2 separate regions of the Zea mays genome follow, and region 1 is linked to region 2. Evidence: chromatin contacts called from public Hi-C data. All regions are on one chromosome and are shown on one strand. The core of a region is the stretch at or near the end of the contact, and the rest is flanking DNA. Distances in the headings are between cores, read along the strand shown. Region 1 has its middle 130 kb from the start of LOC100278031. Region 2 holds the start of LOC100383536 (putative STRUBBELIG family receptor protein kinase).

The links. A called contact is a pair of places that touch in the nucleus more often than the background predicts.
Region 1: a Hi-C map of tassel shows a contact between it and region 2, with 5 times the contacts expected there. The contact joins the enhancer-like site here to the promoter of LOC100383536 in region 2. A contact is called at or near these places in 5 of 25 Hi-C or Micro-C datasets (bundle sheath, ear, leaf and 1 more).

What each region holds. Positions count from the first base shown.
Region 1 is chr5:90,096,918-90,102,219 of Zm-B73-REFERENCE-NAM-5.0, forward strand. No RefSeq gene overlaps it. Among protein-coding and RNA genes, the nearest start is that of LOC100278031, 130 kb to the left of the region's middle. Within about 2 kb of position 2,049, at least 15 of the 20 cell types and tissues checked have an H3K27ac peak or open chromatin away from gene starts, as enhancers often do. A contact at or near this core is called in bundle sheath, ear, leaf and 1 more, where this site is marked.
Region 2 is chr5:89,831,156-89,836,780 of Zm-B73-REFERENCE-NAM-5.0, forward strand. It overlaps LOC100383536 (putative STRUBBELIG family receptor protein kinase), which reads right to left and starts at 2,559. Exons shown (of 17, transcript NM_001176184.2): 1 at 2,144-2,559. The coding sequence starts at 2,264.

The DNA of each region.
Region 1 (5,302 bases), core at 799-3,298, 270 kb after region 2:
TGTGTCATGCCAGACGAACCTTGAAGCCTAGCCATATGTTAGGATCTAGACCATTGACCGAGGAACCCGGGCCTACCAGCAGCCCCGGGAGCCTTCCGGCTTCTCGTGTCGCCTGTTGTCTCTCGCTGATTAGATTCGGGTGGCAACAGTATGACTTATGAACTTGTGATCATAGATTTCATGTTTTTTAAGTGCATGTATATCATTATTAAAACTATATTTTTTCTAATTTAATAGGGTGTTAATTTAGCTGCCACAACTGTTCGGGAATACCCGAATCCGAACCCGAAATTTTGGGTACCCGAATTTTCGGGTATTGTAAAACCCGTTGTAATTTCGAGTACCGATTCTTAGAATCCAAAATTTAAATTACCTAAATTACCCAGCCCAAATTTTTCGGGTAACCAGAACGCCCACCCCTAGCTAGCCTCATTGATGACTACTTGGGTTTGATGGCCTAGTGTTTAAAATTTTGTATACTAGATTGTTGCATTGCGTTACATATCATTTACGCATGAACAGATGAACATGTTTACATATATGTGCTTGTGGCATGTGGTAAACTGGTATGTGTAATTGTGTATGCGAGTTAAACTAGTGAACATGTGTATTGCGTACTTATGTTGAATGAACAGATGAGTGAACTATGTTAGTTTGTTGTTAAATTAATGTGGTCTGTAAAAATATGAGCAACATTACTCCTTTATCTAATGCACTATATAATCCACCAATTTAAACTATACAAAACTTAGGGTGTGTTTGGTTTGGCTTTTGGCTTTGGCTTTTGCCCCCTAAAAGCCAAAAGCCAACCAAAGGGCTGAATCCAGGAAGCAGCTTTTTCTAAAAGCCGACTTTCTCGTAGTGCAAAACTGAAAGCACCCCTAGACCTGCTTTTAGTGGCTTTTGGATGGAACTGTGAAAACATATATCGAAGAAATTTTAACGATTTTTAGTGGTTTCCACCAAACGATTTTTAGCTTTTTAACAGCACACAGCCTACAGCAGCTTTTTCCACAGCTCACAGCCCACAGCAACTTTTTCCACAGCCACAGCCCAACCAAACAGACCCTTAGCCAACTGACACCCACACCTATAGCATCCACTAAATCCACCAAAAAACACCAATCTTAACACACAATCAAGACCAACATTTCAGATCGTTGTATAAACCTCTCTCTTACCCACTCAAATCTAATAGACAATATTATTTAGATCAACCCTCCCCCTCCCCCTCCTCCTTCCCGGCGACCCCGCCGCCCCCAGCCTACCCCTTCTTCCCCTTTGACACCACCGCCCCTCCCCCTTCCTTCACTCGCGTTGTTGCCGTCATCGACTACTCCACTCTTCAGGATCGTAGTGTTAACACGACCTATATGCTAGTGATGTTAAATTGGTTTAGAGTTAACGAGCAACTGATTATGTTGGCATATATATGTATGTATATAGCTTTTCTATGACTCGTGAGCTAAATGAGCCAGCTTGATCTAGAAAACGAGCCAACCCGAGTCGGTTCTCTGGCTCGGTTCCTTAACGAGTTGAGCCAAGCCAAGCTAGCTCGATATCTAGCCTTATATGGATCCTATGTAAAGAATCAAGATCATGCAGCATCTCACGAACACAATATTTATAGAAATAAATAATCAAACCAAAATAAACTAGATGGAAAGGAAAACTAAAATCTAGAATAATTTTTTAAAAAAAACATGTACAACATATACATATGATATGTATTTCATGTAAGTAAAAAAACAAACAAACAAATTGAAAATAATTAATAAAAATAAATTATTAGAGTAATTTAATGAAATACATGAAACAGATAAAATAAAAAGAAAAGAGAAAATGAAAGGCAAAATAAATAGAAGAAAAAAACTTAAGAAATTAATTAAGTAGAGTAAAATAAAAAAATAAATGAAAGTAGTATAAAAATATAAAAAAAGAAATATACCATATAAACCAAAAAGTAAAGAAAGAGTACATAGATCACATGGGCCACTCGCCATCCCAGCTCAACAAGCCAACGCTCTTACAGCCCAGCACTCTTTCTTTACGGTCAAGAAACCGCGGCGGCAGCAGGCCAACAACATGGGCTTCGAAGCAGGTCTAAGCAAGATGCACAGAGCGACAACAGCGACTCGTGGTGCGAGTTGTAAGGGGCAAGGAAATTTCGGTGATCAGTGTGCACTGAACACCGAACCGAAATAATGGACATCGAAATAGTCGGTTTCTTAAGGGCTGTTTGGTTTGTTGATTCATCTTCCACAATTTACCACGTCTAATGTTAGCAAGTTAGGCATACGTTTGGTTTAGAGCTACAATTATGACAAGATTTTTTTTCTGCTATGTAGGTCTCATTCGTCAATAACTTGTAAAAGCGTGACAATATTACACTATACAAATAATGCTACTCCTATGACCAACTAATCAGACGTGTGATTTTTTTCAAAGACACAACAGTCCTAGTCCTCAGAAGGTTCATCAGAGAACGCACGCTTATTGTGATATCAATTAATGTCGTTCTGAGTAAGTGGAGGATTAGAATGATAATACATTTTGTTGCTTCTATAGCAAATATATAGCTGTTAAACATGTCCCCTTTTATTCGTCACTGTTATCATGCCAGGCTCTCTATCAACCTATATTGAGCGCTTATTTGATACTGAAATAAATTTGAGAGGATGAGAACAAAATATTCTATTGCTGACAGGGAATGTGGTTTGTCGCTGACCTATTTGGATTGGATCACAAGAAACGAGTTTGTGTTTAACAGTTTTCAACCAGAATTTTTTTTTGTTTTCATATATTATTCAGGGGACACGTACATGGACTCTAGTTATTGCTATATATACCGAGGAACTGAAGGATCATCCAGTACACTGTTTTCTTGACAGTCCACATGTCGTCTATGGAATCCACATGTCAACAGTACAACATTCTCTACATACATACGTATAAAAGAGCACTTTCTTCCTCACAGTCACAGAGGCAGTGTCGCTCCACTGCTGCCCTCCATGACCATCTCAGACCGACCGTCCTCATCCTTCCCCCAGCAGGCACTGCATGGCTGCATGAGCTGCCACGCTGCTCACCAGAGAGATCTCACGCCGCGAGTAGGTGCCCCCTACAGACAGTGCAGTGGTTAGGGGACAAATGCAAGGACACTTGAGGTCGACGAGCATGCTGATTGCTGCATGCAAGGAAAGCACCTTCACTTTGGCGGCTAGACCCTTCGTTTTTGCGCCATGATGGGCAGCCATTGTTGACTCCCACTGCACACTGATCAGCTCAAATCTCCTCAAGCGCAACCTACATGTCCTAACACTGCCATGCCATGCGTATAGCAACTTTTAAACAACACACACTTTCCATCTTCCACATGCCTCGCGAGAGACATATATATATGAGCCACTAGCAGCTTTAGTTTGAGGGTCAAATCCAGTTTCACAGTACTAGCAGCTGACACAGCGTCATAAATATATGACACTGTTAACTTTTTTTTGAATGGAGGAGGTAGTAAAAGGCAGCATCATGTCATTTTGTTAGTGCTATGAAGTGGAGAAGAGCATAATCAAAAGCGAGCTCGTAATTTTGTGGGCAACAAGTAAAAAAAGTGGTAGTAAAGATTAAAGGAAAAAAGAGCCGATATAAAAGAGAAAAAGGCATGGGAAAAGGGCCCCGGCCCAGCCCACAAAAGGGGGAACGCCTTTTACTTATTACGCAAGGCGTAAATGTTCCGCAATACTAGTGTGTTCGCATGCAACAGTGTATTCGTACACGACACTAGTTTCTTGCCAGTATCAATATGTCCTCGGTGTTGGTTCTAGAAATAATTAAATAAATAAATAAATAAACATATAAGTGTTTTTATATATTTGTATATATAGAGTGTTAATGTGTGTGTCCACGCATTACATGATGTGCCTGGCCCCACTCGTCAACTTGCACGCCGGAGCTGCGGCGGCGTGCAAACCCTCGAGATGAACCTCGAGGCGAAGAAGGATGAGGGACATCCTTTATCACGTTGCTGCACAGGCCATTATGCTTGTCGATCCATGGATCATGGATGTCACCTCCCCCATTCATGCCCATATGGCCCATGGGCAGTCACTTTCGCCTGCGGGGAGAGCCATATGCACTGTCTCACTCTGTCAGGACAGGAAAACTGTTTCGAGTACAAATAACCATATGCATCCTAATTAACTTCTATCTTCTGCCACTATATTTAAGCCCCGAAATATACTTCCTCGACTCTGACTTACAGGTCACATTAAAATTTAGATACTAGATCAAATATGTCAAACCTACGCGAAAAAAGTGGAAGGTCGTGAGCGGCTCGACCTCAGAATGGCTCGAGCCAGCCGAGCGGAGCCATGTTTTCGAGCTCGTTGAGGCAACAAGCCGAGCCGCTCTGGCTCACGAGCTGCACAAAATTAATCAACTTACACAATAATGATGGATATTGAATAATTTTATAAATATCTGACTCGTTTCTTAGTCTTTAATGATGGATATATGACAATTATAATTTATATTATTTGTAATTTTGTATTATGATTATTTATTTCACATTTATATACTATTATTTCATTGTATAATGCAATATTAGTTTTTAAGGTGCAGCTCGCGAGCCGAGCCGGCTAGCGAGTCTCCTTTTATAGCTCGTTGAGTAGGCGAACTGAGCCGAGCTCGATCACTTAGCGAGTCACACTGAGACTCGATCCGAGCTCAGCTCGGTTTGACTCGTTTTCAGCCCTACTTAAGCGTCTTCTGAATTGTTATTATTGTTAAAATTATCTACCAGAAATAATGCTCATTATGACAATTATATATTGTAACATGGCAGGTGGAATTTTTGTTTGAACTATATAATCTACTCCAGTTGAAATTTGCTCCATTTGTCCTTTTCATTTACCACAATGTTTTTTTTTCGAAATGGACATATATACATATAGTGGACTTTTCACAAGCGACCAACGCTGAACTTTCTGCCAGATGTTTTTTCCCCAGAAAATACTGCTGCAGCAGCGGCACTAGCAGTTGTTGGGCCGAGACAGAATCATTGAATCCCCTGCAGCAGTGAGCCCACGTACGGTGTTCAGATCTGAGCGAGCTGAGTGCCATTAACTGCCTTTTCTATCCAGATCTATTCTCTTCCCCCTTCAAGCCTCCTCTGTGAATTGACCTTGCCCATGCACGCATCCCTTTTTAGGCATCAAAAGGACCGAGGCAAGAGGACGCCCTTTGGAAGCTCTGTCAGGCTCCTTTCCTCTCCCGGGCACGGCAGCAGGGCTCCACTGCTCCA
Region 2 (5,625 bases), core at 1,309-3,808:
CTGGTCGTTTTTTGTCGTTGCAATTTTGGTACTGGGCTTCACTCAGGTTTTTGGCCCATCTACAGTAGCCCGCCCCTCCAAAAACGCTCCCAGCCGCCAGAAACCCGCCAGTACCCCTCCCAGCCGCCAAAAACCCTACTCCTCTCCTCTGTCCTCTCTGGTTTCTGCCGACGTCTCTGCTCCAGCCTCCAAGTGCTCCAGCCGTCCAGCGGCGTCCAGTACTCCAGTGCTCCGGCATCTGTGCTGCTGCTGATGCATTTTGTTTGGATGCTGATCTGCTCTAGGTAGCAGCCAGTAGCAGCCAGCAGGTAATGCAGTACTTTTTACTGAATTACTGCAAGTAATTATGCCAATATTACTTTCAGTTTGAAATTTGGACTTTGGATGGATTCAGTTTTACACTTTTATTGAATTACTACTAGTTTGCTACTAATTATGCCTATATTATTGCAGAAATGCAGTGTTTATATAGTTAATATATAGTTATATACATATACATATGTCCTTAAATCTATAGGACGACTAACGGACGACCAGAGGTCGACCAGGACCGATTAGGTCGACTAATCGTCGCCCTAATCGCGATTAGTCGCCTGGTCGCGCCTCTCGCTCGACCAGCTGGTCGCCCGACTTGTAAACATTGATCCCCACGATACTCAGATTTTTCTCATAGCCAGATTCTTATAAAAGTTGGCCAGAAAAAGCTGAATCAAACAGGTCACATGTCCGCCACCAATAAGTGCATCCTCCTCGCTGTTTTCATCATCTTCATTGGTGTTTTCACTTCCAGCAACCATTGACCGCAGGCTCAATTCAGCTGGCAGCTAGGTCAAAACCAGAGGATATGCGATACAGCTAGTATATATAGGTGGTGGTATGGTCCTTGAATGCTACCCAACTGACCTGCTGAAGCCCAAGTTGCTTTCTACAGGCTGATTGTTCGACTAGAAAGCACCAACTGGTTGTGGCTAGTCAATGATTGGTCATCTGGTCAAGCAACCAGTGACTAGGAAAACTAATTGAATTGCTTCACCTAATCGATGTCCAAGGGCCGATTTGTCGATGAGTTGGTTAATCGAGCAATTTGAAAACATTGATGATGAGGCATAATAAACACAACAAATGCCTCAGTATGCAACCATACTTAATCAAGCAATCTACATGCATACCAAAGGGCTTTATTCGTTAAAGGTTCCAATTACTTCTAACAAAATTCAGAACTGTATATAACATGTATGGAGCACACTGTCATGAACTAATCCTCATTAGTCATTTACATTTTGTATTAACTCAACTCTCTGCTGCCAAGACCTCTGTCTGAAACAGGTACTGAGCGCATTGCCCGCGAAAGCAGTCATTTGGTCTTTTGCCATTCACCAGAAATCCGGCTCTCTGCCACTCTAAGCTCATCCTGTGTGTACACCATTTACCAACTCCTGAGAGTCTGATGAGACTATAAGCTCAAGTGCTCCACCAAGATCAAAGTTCCCAATGTACCACGGCAGCCTTCAAAAAATTGCACTACACATCTATTTGTCCTTGACTATTTTCAACAGCCACTGAATCTCTAGGAAGCAGTCGCGCTCCTCCCCCGTTGCTATCCACGGATGACGACAACAAATTCATAACACAGGAAGCCGATGCCACCAAATCCTTCCAGGACCATAAACATCGCTCTCAATCCCAAGGCCGAAAAGCACAAGCCGATTGCCGCGTATCATCCATCACTTTGGTTGCTTCCGCAGGCATGCGAGCACGAATTCAACGCCTCCATCAACCCCTCAGGTACGAAATCAGTACGCTGTGAACCCGCGCTACCAAAACGGCTGAATCAACCAGCTCAGCAAAATTCAATTCACATTTCTCAGCACCCACCCACCTAATCCGCAGTGCAACAGTACTACACCACCAAAATCAAATCATCTGATTTATAGTGTCAGTACGCATCCGAATTCCATCACCCTCAGCAACAGTAAACTCCAATCATCACTTCACCGCGCAAACAGCGAAACCCAACCAGACAAACATGCAAGCGACCACGAACCAGTCGGCAGCCCGTGCAGGCAGCTGGTGCGTGCAAACTGCCAACTTACAATCAAGCGGAGGAAGTGAGACAAGAAGCGAGCAGAGCAGGGTGGGTTACCGTCGCCGGCGTCGGTGACCGCGCGCGCCAGCCGCGGCAATGTGGCAGCGGCGATCAGCAGCAGGACGAGGACCGGCGCCGCCCCGAGGCGGACGCACCGGCCGCCCCCCGCCGCCCCCATCACTCGGTCGGGGGCCGGACGAACTCTCGCGCCAGCTAACAGCGCAGCGCCACCTCCGCGCAGCAGCACGGACGCATCAGCCGCCGCGGGCGGTGGCGATCGCGGATACCGAGGCGGCTTGCGTAGATCTAGAGAGAGAGAGAGGGTGGGGGAGAGGTGGATTCTCTGAGGTTTGCTTTCCCGGAGCACGATTCTCCCCTTACGCTCTGCCCCCGTCTGTTTTTGTTGGCTTCTAGAATCTAGCTGTAAGGAGTGGAGAGATAGAGAGAGACTGGGAGTGGCGGCGAAGTGAGAGAAAGGCAGCGGAGGAGGGATGGGGGAGCGTCAAGCGTGGGGGAGCAAGCAACGGGCGTGAAAAGATGGAGAGAGAAAGGGTGGGTACTGTGTGGGAGTGCTGACTGGTGAGGTGAGCGGTGGTGAGGAAAGCAGTGGAGGGAAAGCTTTTTTTACGACAAATGTACCCAACTAGTTAATCAAATTTTACTAAAAAGTTTACTTGAAGTCCTAAACAACTGGAGTAATAGTTTATTAGTTCATAGAACTCAGCTATTAATAGCTAACAACCAGTATGAACTCAACTATTAAGAGCTAACAACTACTCAAGTAGTTCACTAATTTTTAGCTAGATATTTTTAAGTCATAGATAACAAGTAGTTCTAATCTATTTAAAATAGGGTCTATTACACCAGTACAAAAGTACCTGCAGCCACTCCCTCAGTTATCTCCCGCAGTCATATTCTTTCCTTTGTGCACCAAAGAAAAGCGCCAACTGTAACGCCTTTCTTTCCCTTGCTCACTTTATCCAACGAACGAGTTTTTTTTATCTTGTCATCGTATCAACGGGATGGAAACGGGTCAGCTGAACTAAAAACCCGCTCACGATCATACTTGTGAGTTTATTTAGGGTGTGTTTGGTTGCATTGACAGAATGGATGGAACCAGATGATCCCTCAAATAAGGTTGTTTGGTTTAGGGTCAGTGGCTGGGACAGGACTATCCAAGTGTTGTCCACAGTTATCTCTCAAAATTAGAGGAATAAGAGAGGACGTCAGGGGACGTCTCTGTCCTGGCTGTCCCGCAACCAAACGCACCCTTAAACCCACCTATAATCATATCTACGAGTGCAATTCCAAACTCTCACCGAACCTGTCGGGTTTAGGTGGATTTCGAATCACTCACGGGTTTTAAATTAGTGTACACTTTTAAATAATAATTCAGCTATAAGCAATTAAATATTGCCGTGGTTTTAGAAATCGGAGAAACAATATAATTTATGTTCGGTGGAGGAGGCTAGCGTGGACTCACACCGAGTGATGAATTAAGTGACTAGAGAGGATTATACTGGTTTAGACTCGCACCCTACGTCCAGTGTAGTGTTGATCGTTGTATTGCTCTTGGAAGCGTGTTATAAAGAGAAGTGTGAGAACGAGAGAAAGGAAGAACTCTGGCTGAATGCCCCTCACACTCTCCTTAGTTTAAAAGAGTAGGGGGCAAAAAAACCGTAATCCGCTACCTAAACCTAAATTATCCGAACCCGATTTTTATTTAAGAATTTCAGATAACAACTTTAAAAACCCAAATTAATTTAGATAATTCGGCTACCATCCTCCGGTACCCGAAATACCCCGAACTCACTACCCATGAGTCGTTTGCTGTTTAGAAAGCGAGTTTTCCATTGTTTTCTAGATAGGGGAGAGAGGGAGTACGTACATTGGTAGCATTGCACATTTTTTTCTTCCTGATCCCGTTGAGTATATTTGATGTACAACTAAAATACTAAATTGCTGGGACTAAGAGGGTGGTTGTTTGAGATTATAATTTGTCTAAATTATATAATTCAATAAATTTTAAACTAAATGTTAGGGGGTGTTTGTTGGGATTATAATCTGTCTAGATTATATAATCTAACAAATTTTGAACTAAGTGTTAGTTTAAAATTTGTTAAATTATAAATCTGGATAGATTATAATCGCAAATAAACATATCTTTAGTTTAAAATTTGTTGAATTATACAATTTGAACAGATTATAATCGTAAACAAACACCCCCTACACTATACCACGGAACATTATTTGCAACTTATGGTCTGTCGGTAAAATCAGTTTTACCGACGAACTATAGGTTGGTAAAGACCTTTACCGACGGACCACGAACGTCGTTGCAAGCTGTGTCGGTAAAACTTTTACCGACCGACCGTTGTTTTACCGACTTATCTTCCGTCGCTAAAAGAGAAGTTTTACCGACGCTTCATCATTTGGTAATAATAGTATTACCGACTCTCTAAGAGTTGCAGCTGCCATGTAAGGTCCATGTTCATTGTTCAATACAGAGGAACTAGCTTCTCCATGTAAGGTCCATGTTCTATACCCTTTTAAAAATCCATCACAAATCAAGTGTTCTCGAACTTCAATAGCCTCCCGCCAAAATGAGTTGACACACTTCCTACAAGGGCATAAAATCTTGCTTCCTACCGCTGAATTTTTTAATGCAAAAGCTAGAAAACTATTCACCCCTTGTGTATAGGCCTTTGTCTCCCTACATGCAATTTCTATGTTAAATATCAAGATAACCACGTAGCACATTTTTTTAGTTATTGTGAAAAAAAGTTGTATTGTACCTAGCCACATTGTCGATCCACGATTTATCCATGTGTGTTATTACGGATATGATAGAGCTTCTAAGAACATATAACAAGCATAAAAACTTTGCTGCATACACTCAAAGATAATGAACAAACACACAATTGAACCGGAAACAAGGTAAATTAGTTGAACTTACCTTACACTAGAGCTCGACAATCTCCTAGTTGTTTTTGGATTTTCTGAACTACAACACCTTCCTTTCCTTGCTGCCCCTGCCGTACCAAAGATTTGTAGGATCTTGTGTTTATTATCAGCTATTCTTATGCTAACATATCAGCTACATAACAAGAAGAAGGAAAAAACAAGTTTGCAGTGAACTCACACGAATCTGTTTTGCTAGGCTTAATATTGCAAGAACCTTGAACCAACTTTTAATCCTGCATGCAAGAAAGAACAAAAATGTTGAATACATGCTAGAGAAAAAAATGTTGCAAGCTAGAGAAAAAAAATGCAGCCAGCATGAACTAAAATCCTCCGTGGAAAAAAATGTAGCTAACAAAGGTCGGTAAAAATCCTCCGTGGTATAGTGCTAAGGCTATATTTGTTTCTATCTTAGATTATATAAGTTGGATTATGGTGGAAAAATAGTAAGGTAAGATAGCACTTTGGATACACGAATAAGCTAGTATTGTCTATGATAGCTTATTTCAGTTTATTTATGATCCTAAAGTGATATTTTACTTTTCTACTATTTTATCATAATCTAACTTATATAATTT